2 separate regions of the Sus scrofa genome follow, and region 2 is linked to region 1. A link is a contact called in public HiChIP or PLAC-seq data. All regions are on one chromosome and are shown on one strand. The core of a region is the stretch at or near the end of the contact, and the rest is flanking DNA. Distances in the headings are between cores, read along the strand shown. Region 1 holds the start of GPR135 (probable G-protein coupled receptor 135). Region 2 holds the start of DHRS7 (dehydrogenase/reductase 7).

What was found. HiChIP or PLAC-seq counts read pairs in DNA pulled down with a chosen protein or histone mark.
Region 2: an H3K27ac HiChIP or PLAC-seq map of alveolar macrophages shows a contact between it and region 1. The contact joins the promoter of DHRS7 here to the promoter of GPR135 in region 1. A contact is called at or near these places in 2 of 2 datasets of contacts at active chromatin or transcription factors (alveolar macrophages and skeletal muscle).

What each region holds. Positions count from the first base shown.
Region 1 is chr1:188,578,810-188,585,072 of Sscrofa11.1, forward strand. GPR135 (probable G-protein coupled receptor 135) reads right to left here and starts at 3,717. Exons shown (of 1, transcript XM_021102702.1): 1 at 1,207-3,717. The coding sequence starts at 3,625. The coding sequence ends at 2,138. It also overlaps a transcript of L3HYPDH not described here.
Region 2 is chr1:189,167,610-189,173,872 of Sscrofa11.1, forward strand. It overlaps DHRS7 (dehydrogenase/reductase 7), which reads right to left and starts at 3,136. Exons shown (of 7, transcript NM_001244160.1): 1 at 2,666-3,136. The coding sequence starts at 2,798. LOC102157689 (a long non-coding RNA gene) reads left to right here and starts at 2,973. Exons shown (of 5, transcript XR_002335513.1): 1 at 2,973-3,109.

The sequences.
Region 1 (6,263 bases), core at 2,467-4,966:
AGTGAAAGGTGAGAATGCCTTTTCTGCCTAAAGTCCTTCATGCCACTACCTGTCACTTCCAATCTCATGGATTTTCCCTTCACCCACTGGGGCAGGTTTATTCCATGTTATGTTTATTTTTAAATGCTTTCCTTCAGTTCTTCTCCGGCACTACCCCATTTTGCAACATGCTCACCTCCTTCCTCTAAGATCTCTTTCTGCCTCATGCACAGTTGCTGAATTCTTGCTCTATAATACCTTTCATTTCCCCCTAAATATCTGACATGACTTTCATTTTTTCATGGTGTGAAAAATACACAACTATTTTTGCTTTTAACAGGGTATCTGTTAAACGTGAGTTCAGCTGCTCTGCCTGTGTAGGTTTTATGATGAGCGCTAAGGAGAGATGATCTGATCTACTTTGACTACAGCGAGTGTAGGAAAATATATGCAGATAATTTATAAACTTCTGGTTGCAGTGATGCCTTGAGAAAGGTAAAAAAATTAAAACATCTTTAACTCTGGCAAGAATCATATATTTCCATTTTTGATTACAAAATAATGGCATATACCCATCTATCACACACACACAAAATCAAGAATAAAGATTTTTAAATCCTTCATAAAAGGTGGCCATTTCACATTAAAATCTTTATATGAGAGTTCATGTTTCATATCCAATTTAAAGGACATATTCAATTAAAGCTGTGAAATATTGACGAAAGGAGAGGCAAGATGGAGGAAAAAAAGAGAGCAAAACACGAGAACATCTTTTAAAATTTCCAGTAAATGATTCTATGTACAGTGGCATTTAATGTGAGAAATTTTACCCACACAAATCCTGAATTGTGCTTTAAATTTTTTTAAAAGTGTCTTTGCTTCGCAACTTTCTGAAGGTATTTCTAGCTTGACTTAAGTACCTCTCAGACTTTATGCCTGTTATGAATACTCCATTATATATAATAATCCCACAGCCAATCTCCTTTCAAATAAAGACATTATTTTAAGTGTCATGTCTATAAAGTGACTATTTTTTAAACAGATGTACCCAAACTTCCAAATGTAGGAGAACATGATTTTCTTGGAGAGCTTTGTTTATTCCAAGAATGCAGCCACTTCTTAAGATAGTTTCTGAACTCCTCTTTGGAAGCATCTTTGGTTAGCTAAAAGCTACATAGGTTAGCCAAGCTTGTTATTTTATAGTGCTGTCATATATGTATATATGCATTACTTACCTGATTCAATCAACTTGACTTCAAATTACATTTTTGGCTGCATCAAAAATCAAATTTATCTCAAAAGCAAAGATTTTTCTACTATGAAAGTTATCTTTTTAAGACCAGGAAAGCTTTCTGAGAGTGGCAACTCTAAATCATTAGAAACAAAAGTTGCTGGTTAGACTAAGTTTCAAGTCTCAAAGCTTCCAAGGCAGATAATTTAGGGGTCAGATGGGGGCCATTAATTTATAAATATAATCTTGGAATACTTTTTAAAATAGCCACACTTTATTTGCTTTTATTTGTCCCTCAAATGGTTGAATTTTATAGTAAGAAAACACCTTTTCAAAATCCTAAAATGGTTTTAGGTGGATATAAACTTAAAATTTCACCCAAAGATTGGGGGTGGGGGAGGGGGTTGGGGCGGGAAAGAAATGCACCGAAGTGTGCGAAGTGTGTAAGAATAAGAAATTTCTACTCCTAACCTAAGTACTCAAAGCATGTGTCAGAGGTGCAAGTTCTAGAAATCTTAAGTTCTGCTGAATGCTGGTGATTTAGAGGGGCCTTCAAGCAATTCTTAAGGTCTCCATTCTTTCCTGAAACACTATATATTTGAACAGACACCAGTTGCATTTAATGATTTTTTGTTTCACAGTGTGATTCCTGTAATATGAGCTTCTCAATAATTGTGAATTTTATTTTTGTCATTTTTGGCACTTACAGTTCACAACGCTTGGTTGTGTGGTTTAATATAGTTTTAATTTTTGCATTTTACATTGCTTTTGGCACTTCTGAAGGAAGGGTCACTGTCTTGGTAAACCTCTCCCCTAGGTCTCTTTCTTAAATGTTTGGCTTTACGAAATACACGATTCTCCCCGGAATCCTGTGTCATATGACGCTGGTGACAATTTGCCTTCACGAGCTGCGCATCCCAACGCTTCTTAGAGGCTGGTATCCCTAGCTTCGGATTTAGGCTGTTTGGCCGCGGCTCTTGCAGGCTCTGGCGGCCCCTCCTGGCAGAAAAGTACGACTGGATTTTTGCAAGCCCACATGGCCACGTCCCCTCCCGCGCCGCTCGGCGGGTTGGAAGAAGACATCCAGCTGCAGACCCCCAGGCGGCTGGTATAACGGTTTCGAAAACGATTGCGGCTTCTGGCCTGCTGAGCCCGGCCATGGTTGGGCAGGAAAGTGTCCACGTTCCTAGTCCGGTAGCCCTCCTCACGACTGCGCCCCAGGAGCATCGAAATGTTAGGGTTGCGAACGGCATAGATGACTGGGTTAATGGCCCCATTGGCCCAGGTCAGCCAGACGGCCACCACGTTGAGGAACGAGGGGGCCTGCGTGGCCTGGGCCTGCCGAGCGGCGGCCAGCAGCACCAGGAAGCAGTAGGGCCCCCAGCAACCGATGACGAAGACAATCATGATGAGCACGGTGGTGGCCGTGCGCACGTCGCTGAAGAAGCGCAACACGCGGGCGTAGGTGGTCAGCGGCCGCACGCGCACATCCCACAGGCGCACGGTCCTGCAGATGTGGTAGTGGCAGAAGCACATGAGCAGGCAGGGCAACAGGTAGCAGGCCACCACCAGCCCCACGCTGTAGGCCGCGCCCAGCTGCGCGGGGTCCGGGGACGCCCGGTACAGGCAGCCATGGAAGCTCTGCGCGGCCGGGGGCTCTAGAGGCCCGAGGAAAAGCTCCCAGGGCAGGGAGAAGCCCAGGGCCGCCAGCCAGGCTCCCGCAAGCAGCTGCAGCGCGCGGCGGCGCCCGATCTTGTCTCGCGGTGGCCGCACGATGGCGCAGTAGCGGTCCAGCGAGATGAGGGCAACGCTTAGCGTGGACACGATGCCGAAGCACGAGCTGAAAAAGCGGCTGGCTGTGCAGAAGCCGTGCCAGGGCCGGGAGGCGGCAGCAGTGGGCGCCGGGCCCCCGGGCGGCGTGAAAAGATCCAGGAAGGCGGCAGGCAGGCAGAGCAGCGCTGTTAGTAGATCCGACAGGGACAGGGACAGGATGAAGGCGTTTGTGACAGTGCGGAGCTGCCGGTGCTTCACGATCACCCCCATCACCGCGCAGTTGCCCAGGCTAGACAGCAGGAAGATGAGCAGGAGGACAAGCGCCTGGGCCGCCATCGCCGCCCCCTGCGACAGCGGCGGCGCCGCCTCGGTGTCCAGTGGCAGCCTCCCCACCGCCCCCGCCGCCCCGCGCCCGCCGAGGCCGCCGCCTGCCCAGGAGCCAGTACTGTCGCCCCCGCCCCCGACGCTCTGGTTCCCCAGCGCCGCGGCCGCCGCAGTGCTGAAGGAGAGCAAGGCCGCCGCCGTCGCCGCGGAGGAAGTCCCTCCAGGCCTGCCGGCCACGGAGAGGGCGCCGGGGCGTGGGCTGCCCGACAAGGCCGTGGTCACTAGCGGGCGGACCGGCGGCGGCGACGGCTCCTCCATGGGGTCCCGCGGCTGCCGCGGGTCTAATCATCCCGCACCAGGGCAGGCGGCCACCAGCCCGAGGTGGGTGGGGGCTGGGGCCAGAGACCTCTGCCGGGAGTCGCGCTGGCCGGAGGGGTGGCGGTCGCCCGGGACCTAGTGAAGCCTTTGACATGCGTTCCAGGCGTTGCCCAGGGAACCGCGTGTTTACGCAGGAGCGCGGGGCGGGCCGCCGGCCAGCGGAGTACTCCCCGAAAAGCCGCTCCAGGACATCACCTGTCCTGGAGGTGGGGAGCTAGGGAGCTGGGGAGCCAGGGAGCTGGGGAGCCAGGGAGCCAGGGAGCTGGGCTTCCAAGTGCTACGTCGACCTCCTCAGGGACCCTGCCCGGCTAGATGAAGCGGGACTGGCCCTCATACAGATGACCAAATTCAACAAGGGTTCACTCTCAACCTCCCTTGTTGGATACAGATGTCCTAGGGGAAGGCCCAGGGAGGGGGTGTGTGTGCTTTTCGTAGAATCTTAAGTGGAAAACAATCCAAATCCGGAGACATTAAACTTGGTGGGGGGGCAGAAAATTTAAACAAAGTGTTCTCAAACTTTAGCATGCAACAGAATCACCAAGAGGGCTTGTTAAAACCTAAGTGGCTGGGCCCAACCCCAGAGGTTCAGAATCACTAGGTCTGGGGTCCTGGCCGAGAAATTGGCTTTCTAACAAGCTGCTGGTGGTAATGATGCTGGTCCAAGGACCACACTTTGAGAACATATAGTGGGCTTATTCAAATGGATATTGACTGGCTGACTCCCAGAATTACCAAGGGTGGGCCCGAGAATCTAAACCCCTTAGGTGATTCTGATACTAGTGCTCTGGGGAGCTAGGATATGGATATTGGAGGTAGGATGTCACATTGTTTTCAAGGACCGGGACCTCAGACCCATAACTGGCTCCCACATGTAGGGGGAGAGGGGAGTGTGACTGTCTCCTTGCCCTACTTGCATCCTTCATAAATTCTCTGGAACAAGGTATGTTTTGAGTCTAAGATGCTGCCAGTCAGGTGGTTACCACGCATGCAGCTTCAGGTATCTGGTGGGAGATACAGCAAAAGGAGGGGCCTGCGTGCTCTGGGGAAGTTGCATCTCAAGTTTTTGGGGCATGGTCTCTAATGGGGGAAAGTGTGATAAACCCTTGGGTTCTCTAAAGCAGTGGTTTGCAAAGTGTGGACCCTGGACCAGCAGCATCAACAGGACCTGGGAGGTTGTAAGAAAGGCAGATTCTCAGGCTCCACCCCAAATCTACTGAAGCTCTGGGGGTGGAGCCTAGTCACATGACCTGCAAGTGCTCCCGATGCACTTCCAGAAACAATGATCTAAAAAAAAATGAGGAGTTCCAGTGGTGGCTCAGTGGTTAACGAATCCGACTAGGAACCATGAGGGCATGGGTGTGATCCCTGGCCTCTCTCAGTGGGTTAAGGATCCTGCGTTGCTGTGGCTGGCAGCAACAGCTCCGATTAGACCCCTAGCCTGGGAATCTTCATATGCCTCGGGTGTGGCCCTAGAAAAGACAGAAATAAATAAATAAATAAAAATTAATTAATTAATTTAAAAAATAACTAGTATAGTATACTGTTGCAGATCTTAGAATCAATCATATTAATGTTTGGGGTACTTCTTTCAGTGAGGAAAAATATCCTACTGGAAACTAATAAATAAAAATTCATTTTAGGTGGTTAACTAGGACAGGGCTTCTCAGTCTCAGCACTATATACATTTTGAGTCAGGTCATCCTTTGTTGTGGAGGCAACCCTATGCATTGTCAGATATTTAGCAGTATCCCATGCCTCTACCCACAAGATGCCAATAGTGGCAACCAAAAATGCCTTCAGATATGGGCAGATGTCCTGAGGTAGGGGGTAGGCAACCTCAGCTCAGACTCACTGAAGACAAAAATATGTAACAAAAATATGTATGATTAATTTATTTAGCAATTCCTTTCTATGCTAGGTTTTCAGAAACAACAAAGAACACCAGCCCAAAGAACATTTCAGTTTTAGGCAAACAAAAAATTTTTACAATGTCATTAATGTTGTTTCAAAACAAAAATGACTGGAGGAGGAGAATCTTGCAGCAGGGAGACTAGTTAAGAAAAGGCTTTGTAATAGCCCAGAGGGAGAAATGAAAGAGTCTGAACTAAGGCATTTACAGTGAAGGAGAAAATATCTTAAGGAGGATTAGGATTAGGATGTTTGAATGTAAGCAACAGAAACAGTGAGTGTACTGGCTCATTTAGGCATAAAAGTGATTTACTGGGAGGATAGGAGGCATATTCAAAAGGGGGGGGGTCTAACACTGCCAAGGACAGGAGAGGTTGGGAAGCTCTGCAGGTGGAGCAGAAGCAAACTGCAGGTCATATCTTTGGGCTCTATAGGAATAATCTGCTTCAACCGTTTTTCAAACCTCGTATCTCTCAAAATCTCAGATCTTGGAGGAGACTGATCATATCAAGTGAGTGTTATTTTTTGGAGATAAGAGAATTCTTTGCTACACAGTTTAATAGATAAGGAGTGGAAAACATTAGTTTTTGTGTATTTACTATAGAAATCAAGAACTTTAGAGCCTTCATTTTGGCCAGGTAATTCAATTACAGACCTAATAATTGGTTGA
Region 2 (6,263 bases), core at 1,886-4,385, 590 kb after region 1:
AGGAAATGGTGGTTGCCCCAAAGAGGCATAATGGGTGGCCAGGGATAAGGGTGGGAGAGAGCTTTACTAGTCAACTTACCTCCTTTTGCATTTAAAAAAGTTGGCCTTGGGAGTTACTATTGTGGCTCAGTGGTAATGAATCTGACTAGTATCCATGAAGATGCAGGTTCTATCCCTGGCCTCACTCAGTGGGTTAAGGATCTGGTGTTGCAGTGAGCTACAGTGTAGGTCCCAGACATGGCTCAGATCTGGCACTGCTGTGGCTGTGGTGTAAGCCAGCAGCTGCAGCTCTGATTCAACCCCTGGCCTGGGAACTTCCATATGCCATATGCCTGGGTACGGCCCTAAAAAGAAAAAAAAAAAAAAAAAGTTGATCATATGTGAGTCTATTGTCTATTTTTAAAATAACAAAAAAAAATTATAAACCCATAGAGAAGAAAATGAGGATAATCTTTTTTATCCTTAGTAAAGTCTGCCCATCTTTCCAGTCTGAACTATTTTGAGAACCTGAATCTATCTTCTTGTTCGTTTAACTTTTTTCATTACTTAATCTCACAGATATATTGTATATTGTTTATGTATTTAAATGTATCTATCTGAGCTTTATACATAAAAGGAGATCTATAAAGTTTACTCTTTAGTCAATACAGGCTTAAGAATGGTAAAATTTAGTTCTCTTATGGCACAGCAAGTTAAGGATCTGGCATTGTCACTGCTATGGCTCAAGTTTGATCCCTGGCCTGGGAAATTCCACATGCTGTGGGTGCAGCAAAAAAAAAAAAAAAGATGAATTTTTTAAAGTGTTTGGCTTCACCCACAGCATGCAGAAGTTCCAGGGCCAAGGATATAACCAGAGCTGTTGCAGAAACAATGCCATGTAGTTATGCTGTAGGCCCCAGGGGAAGTCCAGAATGGTGAAATTTTAAAATTACGTTAAAAGTTAAATTAGAGTTCCATGGTGGCCTAGTGGTAAGGATTCAGTGTTATCATTGCTGCAGCTCAGGTTCAATCCCTGGCCCAGGAACTTCTGCAAGCCATGGGTGCAGGAAAAAAAAAAAAAAAAGAAAAGAAAAAATTAAAGCTATTAACATTTACTTTACCTTTAAAACTATTTGCTGAGTAACTTGTAGTGTATTTACCTGAACTGTAAGGTATCATGCTTCACATGTAAATTAGCAAATTACATAACTCCATAGCAAAGTAAGTGTATTTTAAAAAATCCTTCAAAGTTGATATTTTTCCAGCAAATGTGAAACACTGACAAAACTGAATGAATTTGTTAAAAATTACCTTTAATCACCTTAACTTTTAACTTTTGTTTGATATGTGAAAATAACTTGTAATTTAACTAGCTGCTAGATATTGTCAACATTTTTTTCCTTTTCAGCACTTGAATAATCAGTTAAATAACTTTCATAGAACAATAAAATATAAAGTATTTCTATGTAAATTTCGAAGTCTAAGTTAACAAAAAAGTACTAAGGATCAAGCACAAACATCCACAAAGCAGCCAACAGGCATATACATTTCATCTGTTGAGATGGAGCAAATGACTAGGAGAAAGTCTGCCAGTCAGAACCATATATTTGCCATAATTTTGTAGCCCTGATCTTGCATATGTTATGTATTTTCCATAAGCTCAATGTCAGAGGTATACTAGCTATACCACCCCGCCCCCAAAAAAGCCCAAGAAAAAATTTGAAATGTTAAGGGATAATATTTTGTCAGGTTGGGTTGAGCTTTGGACGGGCATAAAACACTACACCATCTAAGATTTTTTTCGGTCCCTAAGAATCAATTTTCACCCTTGCAGAAGCTATATGCACCCCTTCCTTCCCTGGCCCCGTTTTTAAAGCAAATTAGTTATCACTTCAAAGCAAACCTTCTTTCATACAGAAAACTAGGTCCGGGGAAACCCCACTTCCCTCCAGCCCTTATGAATCCAAAGCCTAGCTCTGGGCAGGTCACTGAACTTCTCCGAACATGTTTCCCTACCTGGCAAATAAGATTAATAATGCCTGCTTTATAAGTGTCATTGTAAATGAACAGTTCTGTGTGAACACTGTTTAGCACATAGAATGCGTTTAGTTAATGACGATCAAATATGAAGCAGGGCACAGATAAAAAATGAGATAGGCAGGACGCCCTTTAGTATGACAGTCTTGCTCCTGGCAAAACACCAATCCAGTTTTTGCTAGTTATACTTTTAACGCAATAAATAGGCAAGTATGTGGGTGACTGTGGAATATCTCAAATTTTATTTCACAACTCTGACTAGCGTAAGAAATGGAAGATGAACAACCTCACGAAGTAGAAAAACTAGTCCTCAAAAGGAGGTTGGTTCCTTTGCAAACGCAGTTTCGCAAAGTATTATCCTCCAACACTTCATCAAAATCCCTCAGGGTTAGGAACTGAGAAAGCTGAGGGTGCGCTGCCAATTCCAGCGCTCTCGCTGCTCTTTAACTCTGGCTACCAGGCAAGTCCACATGGTCCAGGACAGAAGACAAAACGCCTCGGCCCCTTCCTCCCCAAACCGCAGCCCCCGGGAAAGGCGCAACCTCGTCGCCCGGAAGTTCCACGCACCCGGAGGGACGCGGAGAAAGGCGGAGAACCGACCGCACAGAACCCGGCCGTCCACTCCGGAAAGGCGGCTGCGGGTCCTCACCTGGGCGTCGCCCCTGCCACTCGGCCCACAGCAGGGTCAGGTCGCCATCTGCCCGCAGGAAGCGCAGGAGCTGCACCACGAGCGCGAGCAGCACGCATAGTGCCAGCAGCCAGAGAAACAGCTCCCAGCTCATCACCGCCGCGCACGCCCTGCTTTGCGGAGACAGCTAATAGAGATAGCTAGAGCGACCCACGAACCCTCCGGACCTGGTCTGAGCCGCGCAACTGCGCGAGTGCAACGGCGCAGCCGTCGCCCCGCCCACCCCTGGCCAGGGCGGACCGGGAGTGCAGGCTGGAAGCGGAGCCGCCCTGGGCTCAGGGAGTTGGGCGTGGGGGACGCCGACGCTGTCATCGCTCCTTAGGTTTCGCCTGCCAGGGCTCCCAGTAAAGAGTTGCAGTAGAAGCAGACGGCGTGGATGACAGATGCTTGGCGATACTGCATTTGGTACAGTAATCAAGAACGGTTAACAGTTGTTTTGAGGCCAAATAGTTTTCGAAGATCTAGTTGTGTCGAGAGGAAGAGCACAAATATTACAACGAATAAATTTGGCTTCTTCCTCCCCACTTCTTAACTTTCTTTAGATGAGCCCAACAAAGCACCAATTTGTTTTCCATCCCAGCCCACCCCCTCACCGAATTAGCCCAAGGGTTGAGTGGGATTGGCCTAAATTTGAAAGTGACCCTGGCCCCATTGCTGAATAAGAAAGTGCAGCTTGGGCAGCACTTGACCTTGAGCGTAATGCTAGGAGTACCAGTTGGGGATTTGAGCCAACTCAGTTGGAGTCCAGGTAGCTGGGCCCTCAGCAATCCTGAGTAAATTATTTCTGCACCCATAAAGAATATGTAATTTAAATGAGAAAATGCCTGTGAGGGACACAGTGACTCAAACGCAGTAATCCTAGTAATCCTTTCTTTCGTAATTATTATAACTAATTATCATTATTAATTATTCTTCATTATTTCTATTATACTTATCATTTTTTGGACTCCAACCTGAAAAGCAGGGATTTTGTTTATAAACTTCTACATTCTGCAACTCTAGTTCTCCTTATACCTGAAAGCCATAAGAATGTTTGCATTGTATTGAATTAGAAAATTGACAGAACACTGTAAACCAACTATAATAGAAAAAATAAAAATTATTATGAAAAAATTGAGAGTTCCCACTGTGGCACAGTGGAAACAAATCCAACTAGTATCCATGAAGATGCAGATTCAATCCCTGGCCTCACTCACTGGGTCTGCTGCCATCCAATGTTGCCCTGAACTGTGGTGTAGGTCTCAGACTTGGCTCAAATCCAGGGTTGCTGTTGCTGTGTATGTGGTGTAGGCTGCTGGCTGCAGCTCAGATTCAACCCCTATCTGGGAACTTCCATATGCCTTGGGTGTGGCCCTAAAAAAAAAAAAAAAAAAATTCATTGTGGCGTTGTTCTGGGTTCCTGGAGGAAGATGTGCCCTTAGCTAAACCTTGACTCTGACTAATGGTTTATCCTGATCACAACTTGAAATAATATTGCTCAGGAGTGACTCTTATTAGCTTGCTGCCTTTGCAGTATAGGCTTTTATTTTTTTTTTTCCTGAATAGCCATATTCAATTTTATTTTTTTATTAATCTTATTTTTTATTGTAATTGTTTTACATTGTTCTGTCAATTTCTGTCATACATTTATACACACTCTTTTTTTTCTTATAATTGACTTTCCAAATAAGGTACTTAAAAGTAATATTACCAGCTGGAGCTGGAACCAAACTCAAGTTCAGGTGCTCATTGCTAAAAAGTCAGTGTTTCCAGAGACAAGGGTTCATGGAAAAATAAAGATGCTTTACTCAGGAAGCTGGCAACCTGGGAAGATGGCAGACTAATATCCACCAAACCATCTCCCAGTTGTCAGTTAGAGGGGAAAGGTTTTATAGGGAAAAACTGGGATGTTTCAGAGGTGTGCAGGTGGGGGCTGTGTGCAGAACAGAACACTGGATTCTCCATCACAAACTCCAGCTGTGGGTGGGTGGGTAGGACAGATCTGCAAATAGCTGTTAAGAAGTGGGAGCTGAGACAGCAGGCCCAGTGCTGGGAAAACCCGTCCCAAAGAATATGATCTCTGATCTATCCAGTCCTGGAGTAAGAGGTCTGTGTGAGCTCTGAACATCTAAGACTCAAAACTGTACCTTTATCTTTTAATCTGATAATTTTGGTCTTATTCACGCCAGGGTATGTACTTATTATAAATTATGTACATTTATTAATTTACAAGCTATAATGGTTAATTTTATGTGTTGACTTTGCTATGCCATGGTGCCCAATTTTTGGTCAAACACTAGTCTAGATGTTGCTTTGAAGTTATTTTTAAGATGTGATTAGCACTTAAATCAGTATACTTTGAGTAGAGGCTTTGAGTAAAGGCTCTAGAGTGTGGATGGGTCTTATCTAGACAGCTAAAGGCTTAAAGTAAAAAAGAATGGGGGAGTTCTCATTGTCACTCAGTGGGATAAGGACCCGATGTTGTCTCTGTGAAGATGTAGGTTTGATCCCTGGCTTTGTTCTGTAGGTTAAGGATCCGCTGTTGCTGTGGCATAGGTCACAGATGCAGCCTGGATCAAGTGTTGCCATGGCTGTGGTATAGGTCTCAGCTGCAGCTCCGATTCAATCCCTGGCCTGGGAACTTCCATATGCTGCAGGTAAGGCTGTTAAAAAAAAGAAAAGAAAAGAAAAGAAAAGTTAATTAATTAATTAAACAAAAAAAACCCACTGAGGTCCAGAGAAGTGAGAGAATTCTGCCTCCTAGACTGCCTTTGAACTTGAATTGCAATATCAACTCTTCCCTGAGTCTCTAGCCTGCTGGCCTGCCCTGCAAATTTCAGATTTGCTGGCCCTCACAATTGTGTGAGTCAATTCCTTAAAATAAATCCCTCTCTCTCTCTCTAATGTATGTATATCTCCATTGATTCTGTTTCTATGGAGAACCCTGGCTAATGTATAAGCTGTGATAAAACCACACAGTCATTTCACCTCACCAGCAGTTCTTGCCTTAGAAAATGAAAACAATAAACTATTGTACAAATTTAACATTAAAAAAACTTTTATTTTACCTGAGTAGAGGCATAATTAATTTTGGAATTCAAGTATACATCTAAAGAATCAGTTACTATCATCAGAAAAAAAATAACTGTTATAACTAATATCTTGACAGTACAAAATGTCCTCATTTGTTCTGTTCATGAGTGAGAAAAATCCATCTTTAGAATCTGCTGTCTCTGGTGAAGATACTCAGCAAGTTCTTTTCACAAATAGTGTCCGTCAGGGTTACCTCTTTCCATTTTGCTTAGAATTGACTTCAAAACTTGAAGCCAAAGTGTTCAAAACAAATAAAAGACAGATAAACAAATGAAGGGATTCTTCTGAGGCTGGTGGGGCATAAGAGGTAAAGCAGTGGAAAGCTGGCCCCTTCTGAATCAGTCCATTCATGCGCTGACCAAATTTTAACCATTTAAATATAATATTCCAATAATTAAACAAAACAAAAAAACACTTAGAGAGTTCCTGTTGTGGCACAGTGATTTAATGATCTAGCTTGTCTCTGTGGAGGTGGTTTGTTCCCCGG